2 separate regions of the Zea mays genome follow, and region 1 is linked to region 2. Evidence: chromatin contacts called from public Hi-C data. All regions are on one chromosome and are shown on one strand. Each heading gives the region's core, a stretch centred on a gene start, on an enhancer-like site or on the middle of the called end of the contact. The rest is flanking DNA. Distances are from core to core; before and after follow the strand shown. Region 1 holds the start of LOC100278742 (putative protein of unknown function (DUF640) domain family protein). Region 2 holds the start of LOC100217181 (putative casein kinase family protein).

What was found. Hi-C and Micro-C count contacts between places; a contact is called where the count stands out from the background.
Region 1: a Hi-C map of leaf shows a contact between it and region 2, with 5 times the contacts expected there. The contact joins the promoter of LOC100278742 here to the promoter of LOC100217181 in region 2. A contact is called at or near these places in 3 of 25 Hi-C or Micro-C datasets (ear, leaf and tassel).

The regions. Positions count from the first base shown.
Region 1 is chr5:189,996,520-189,999,219 of Zm-B73-REFERENCE-NAM-5.0, reverse strand. LOC100278742 (putative protein of unknown function (DUF640) domain family protein) reads left to right here and starts at 1,292. Exons shown (of 3, transcript NM_001151920.2): 1 at 1,292-1,510; 2 at 1,605-1,676; 3 at 1,980-2,700. The coding sequence starts at 1,988. The coding sequence ends at 2,602.
Region 2 is chr5:189,832,243-189,834,942 of Zm-B73-REFERENCE-NAM-5.0, reverse strand. LOC100217181 (putative casein kinase family protein) reads right to left here and starts at 1,347. Exons shown (of 14, transcript NM_001143542.1): 1 at 897-1,347; 2 at 736-776; 3 at 1-8. The coding sequence starts at 972.

The DNA.
Region 1 (2,700 bases), core at 43-2,542, 160 kb before region 2:
GCATGTACAGTGGTGTTTAATGTGGAGTCTCTTAAGGTGTTTAAGGGGGTTATTTGCAAAAAAATCTTAGAGCCGTCTCTCCGTGAAGAGACGCCTCTGGCTCGTAAACCAAGTAGCAACAGACGTCTCACTTCCCACTGTACGAATTTATCGTCTGTTCTATCGATCTGATGCTATACAAATACATTTAATTCTGTATTTATTAATAGACTACGTTTATAGACACTCCATTGTACAATAGAGTCTCTTAGTTGTCTCCTGTGCTTGGAGAACTGTTTTGGTGTCTCTCCACTGTACATGCCCTTAGCAGGCAGTAACAATTTGGTAAGCACTGAATGTTACAGCAATAATATTACAACTAAGAGCTTGTTTGGTTAGAAGTGGGTTAAAGAGAATTGAAGGAGATTAAATCTTTTGCTAGTCAAAATCGAGTAGAAAGAGATTTAATCTCCTCAGATCTTATGGAACCGAACAAAACCTAGAATGGGCGGCAGGCAGAGGAATCTGAGCAAGAGTCATGAGAGCAGGGAGGTTTCGTTGATAGAATGATGGTGGCTTGTAGCTGGAACCCGGCCCGTCGGTCTTTCGGAATCCGGAGGCCGGAGCACATCTCACACCTGGGTACGCTGCCCGGACGAGTTTTTTCTATTTGTCGTTTCACAGGGACACACAAGTAAGGGAGCCGCATTCATTACGGGCTCCGAGGGCCTGTCCCTGCGGGTGGGGCCGTACAGTCACCATTCGTACGGGCACGTGCGGCCCCCACCTCTTTACAGGTAGTAGTCCATTGGATGCTGGGCGCGCCTTGGATATATGTCCTGTAGTGCGGTCATCATGGAGCGAAGAGCACCCCGCGTCCCCCTGCCCCTCCCTGCCTTGGACTCTTCTTCTCCGGCGGGACCGGGGGACGGCCACCGCGCATCGGACGACGGCCTTTGACGGGGGCAGCAAGGACACCGCCACAGTTTGTCCTATACAAACGGAGGCCAGGACGGGGCCTTCCGCCATTGCTTTCACCCACCCCCAAACCACCGCTACCACTCGATCGAGACAGCAGAGGGAGATAGTAATACGGAAAAATATATTTTTTTAACCTTTAGTCATGTCGCTCGCCTCCCACCCCACACTAGTGTTCTTTTCATCACTTTCACCTAAAAGCCCTAACAGTGCCACCTCTGCGGCGCGACTTTTCGCCTCTACGGCTGTTGATATTCCTACCCTCTGTTCCACCTCCAAGTTGGCTCCGCAGATCTCCCCTTTTTAGGACAAACAATCCATCCACCACCGCCCTACACACCCTCCTTCCTAAAAATAGTAGCCGGCGCCATGCAAATGCGATTCCCCACAGCTCCCCGTTCCTGATGGAGCTCCTCCGCAGATCAATGGACCTATGAGACGACGAGCGACGCCAGTCAGCAACCAGGTCGTCCAGGTACCGCAGGAACTCCCAGCGGCCACCCCTACTAGCAACCACTCCAGTCTCCAGCTGAGCTGAGCTGAGCAACAAAGGGTATACACTTGTAACTCTATGATACTCTCCATGTCCAAGCTAGCTCCTTTTTATCTTTTTTCCTCATCTCTTCTCTTCGCGGCCGCTTCAGCAGTTCAGCTCCATTCCAACGCGCGGCCGCTGCCTCGGCTGCCACCGCCGAGATCAGCCGCCATCTCCACCAAAGGTAGGAGTATACTTGCTCGCAGCGCGCCAGTGAGGCAGTGACTGCATGCTGCCTCTCCAAGAAAATAGAACCCATCCCCCCCGCATGTATAATTTGACTGACGAAAATATTGTTTCTTATAAGCAGCATCATTTTTCCTTTTATGCATAAATATGAAAGATGCATCGCTTTCACACGAACATGGACAGGCAAAGAAAATATCGAGCAGGGCACCTCAGATATATAGATCCCCAAAATGGCGCATGTAATCATCCGCTGCGTCAATCCTTCATGTGTCTGTATATGATTCCTGGATGCCAGCAGGTTAATCGATGGACCTGCCCCCAAACCCCGAGAGCCCGGGAGGCGGTGGTGATGGCGGCGGAGGAGGCGGAGCCGGTGGATCGAGCGGCGGGGCGTCTTCGTCGGCGCCGGGCGGCGGCACGCCGCAGACGCCGAGCCGGTACGAGGCGCAGAAGCGGCGGGACTGGAACACGTTCGGGCAGTACCTGCGGAACCACCGGCCGCCGCTGAGCCTGGCGCAGTGCAGCGGCGCGCACGTGCTGGAGTTCCTGCGGTACCTGGACCAGTTCGGCAAGACCAAGGTCCACACGGCGGCGTGCCCCTTCTTCGGCCACCCGAGCCCGCCCGCGCCGTGCCCCTGCCCGCTGCGCCAGGCGTGGGGCAGCCTCGACGCGCTGGTGGGCCGCCTCCGCGCCGCCTTCGAGGAGAACGGAGGCCGCCCGGAGTCCAACCCCTTCGCGGCGCGCGCCGTCCGCCTCTACCTCCGCGAGGTCCGCGAGCACCAGGCCCGCGCGCGCGGCGTCAGCTACGAGAAGAAGAAGCGCAAGAAGCCGCAGCCAGCTGATCACGCCAGCGGGAGCGGAGGACAAGGCCCTCACCACCCGCCGCCTCCGGCACCGCCGCCCGCCGGCGCGGCGTGCTGAGGCCTGAGGAACAGTACTACGACACACGCACCCCATTTGGTATGCCGGCCGGACTGAGCATATTTTATGTAGGTTTCGATCGATTTGCCGGTGCATGC
Region 2 (2,700 bases), core at 98-2,597:
ACAGATTCCTGGTAAACATGAGATGACGAAAAACGGTCAGGTAGTGTGCCTTGAGGCTGAAAGGGGTACTACCAAGACTAAGACTGAAAGATCATATTGCTTGAAAATGGCTAACCTCATTCTGTCTCAAAACGTAATACTATATGTTCAGGCTACAAATCCATTACATATAGAGCAATATAACCTAAATTTTCCCATAGCACTTTTTTTTGCTTTAGTCAATCCATAATCCACGTCATACATACAGGATAAAATGTAAAATTTAAAGTTCTCTTATCACGGACCACCATAAATCAACTTTCTGCAAGTGCTATTTCATATGTTCAAAATGGCCCTATGAAATATGACTCGTTACTTCTTTTCCCTAAAAAAAAGGAGGAGCTGTTATACAGCCACACTAATGAAAGGTAACAGAACCATGATTTGGACTGAATCCACAGGTCAATTCGCATGGACAACCAAGAAACGGTTTGAAAGTCTTGTTATTAGTCATGTAAAAATATAACTCAGAACCATGTCAGTATCTTTGAAAGCAATTACATGCACAGCACCATTCATTTTCATAATTATGTCATGCCATAATCTACACGAGAATTCTTCGGGGAAACGGTTCTAGCAATGGTTGGCCAAATATATGTTTGCATATGGAACAAACTAATGCCGAATGTCAGGCATGTATTTCCACGATAGGGAGAAAAAAAAATGGTCCACGAACAGTATCAAACTATCTCATACCAACTTGATAGCCACCTCCTCGCCGCTCTGTACGTTGACACCTGCAGCCAAAAGGAAACATCATCGCATCAACGACAGACGCGGAACGACGAGCAGTACAAAACAGCGGCGCGTAGGAACCCGCAGACACGCGTGGGTCAAGGGCCCGGCGAGACGCTTACCGAGATAGAGCTCCCCGAAAGATCCGCTCCCGATCTTCTTCCCAAGCTTAAACTTCCCTCCGATCACGTGCTCCATTCCCGCAACCCCGCACCGCACGATTCACCCGGCCAACAACCGCCCCGCAGATCGTCCCTCTCCGATGGAGAGCGCTCACATTGCCCGTCTGCAGCGAGATTCGAGCCCGGAGCGCCCGGGAACAAGGGTTTCCCCGGATCTCCCAACCCAACCCAGGGTAGATTCCGCGCTGCGAAACGCCACGTGCGACGGAGCAGTCAAGGTCGACCGGCGGACGGGCGGGCGGGCGACGACGAGGCGGATCGAATTGGCGAGCGACCTCGGACGTGGGGCGAGGGAGGGATTCGCGTCTCTGATTTCCGGGGGAATTTTTTCGGGGGGTGAGAAGGGCGGGGGTGAGAAAGTGTGGAAGGGATGGGTGGGACGCGGAAACCGTGGGAGACGGACGGGGCAGGGCAGGACAACGGGTAGGTGGGATAGGAGAGCACGGGCACGGGCACGGCGTCTGGTTTTGTTTTCGCATGGTTCTTTCTTGCGTTGCGTCTAGTTTTTGTGAGTCCCATTCCCATCCCATCCTATACATGTTTGTTACCGAACGTCCAAATCAAACTGAATGAATTAGTGGAGCTCCCGTGGTGCCAACACGCGGTGACTTTCGTCTGGCACAAAAAAAACAAGCTGAATGAATTAACGTTTCAAAAGAGAAGGACAGCAGTGGTGGAACCGAAAGTTGTCGTTTGTGATGTGGGATTGACAGCCTCACCTCCTATTTTTATACGTACGTAAAGTGTTTGCATCTTGTTTAGCCCCTGTTTGTTTCGGCTTTTCACAGCTTCTGGCCATCAGAAGTTGCTGCGGACTGCCAAACACTCAGCTTTTCAGACAGCTTCTATAAAATTTGTTTGAGTAAAAACCATTCAAAATCAACATAAACATATAATCGGTTGAGTCGTCGCAATAGTAGTAATCCGTCACTTTATAGATCCTGAGCCCCATGGAAAACTTTATCTTCCTCCGCACGTAATCCTAATGATACTCAGATTTTCTACACAGCCAGATTCTTCCCACAGCTAGATTCTCGAAAAAGCTGGTCAGAAAAAAGCTGAACCAAACAGGCCCTTAGACTACCACTCTTGGATGCCTGCACTTTTGTATGGGTTGCGTCTCATTCTTCTCATATTTATGCAAATCTATGTTCATTGAAATAGAGTGAATATATGTCACATTTATTAATTTAATTTAATTACTATCCATATGTAAAATTTCACCAATAAATATCAAAAAGCTTGCAATAATTCCTTACAAATTAATTAATAAGGTTGTCATATTTTATAATAGTTTTTTACTGAGTCTCTACTAACTATTAAGACGATAGTGTAGACCACGGTGAAACCATGTCCTCACCTTGACGCCTATAGAAAAATCGTCCAAAATTATTGCGCTCGGGAGGGGGATCCAACCCATGGTATGGGAAGACATCGCACAACACTATATATGCTATGCTAGCCACTTGAGCGCAAGCAAGTTTGTATCTAATAGTCAATATATGTTATAAATATGTGTAGACTAGGTTTTCAAAATAATAAAAAATCATATCATGTCGGGCCGACATTACGGCCCGAGACAACGGCCCAAGCATGACATGTCTCTCGGGTCGGACTGTCACGAGTCCCATCTTAATAGTGTCGGGCCAAACCACGACACTATTAAATGAGTCATACCTCATGTCGGCCCGCTAGGCACGACTCATTTGACCATCTATGCTAACACCCTCCTTCCGCGCCATTC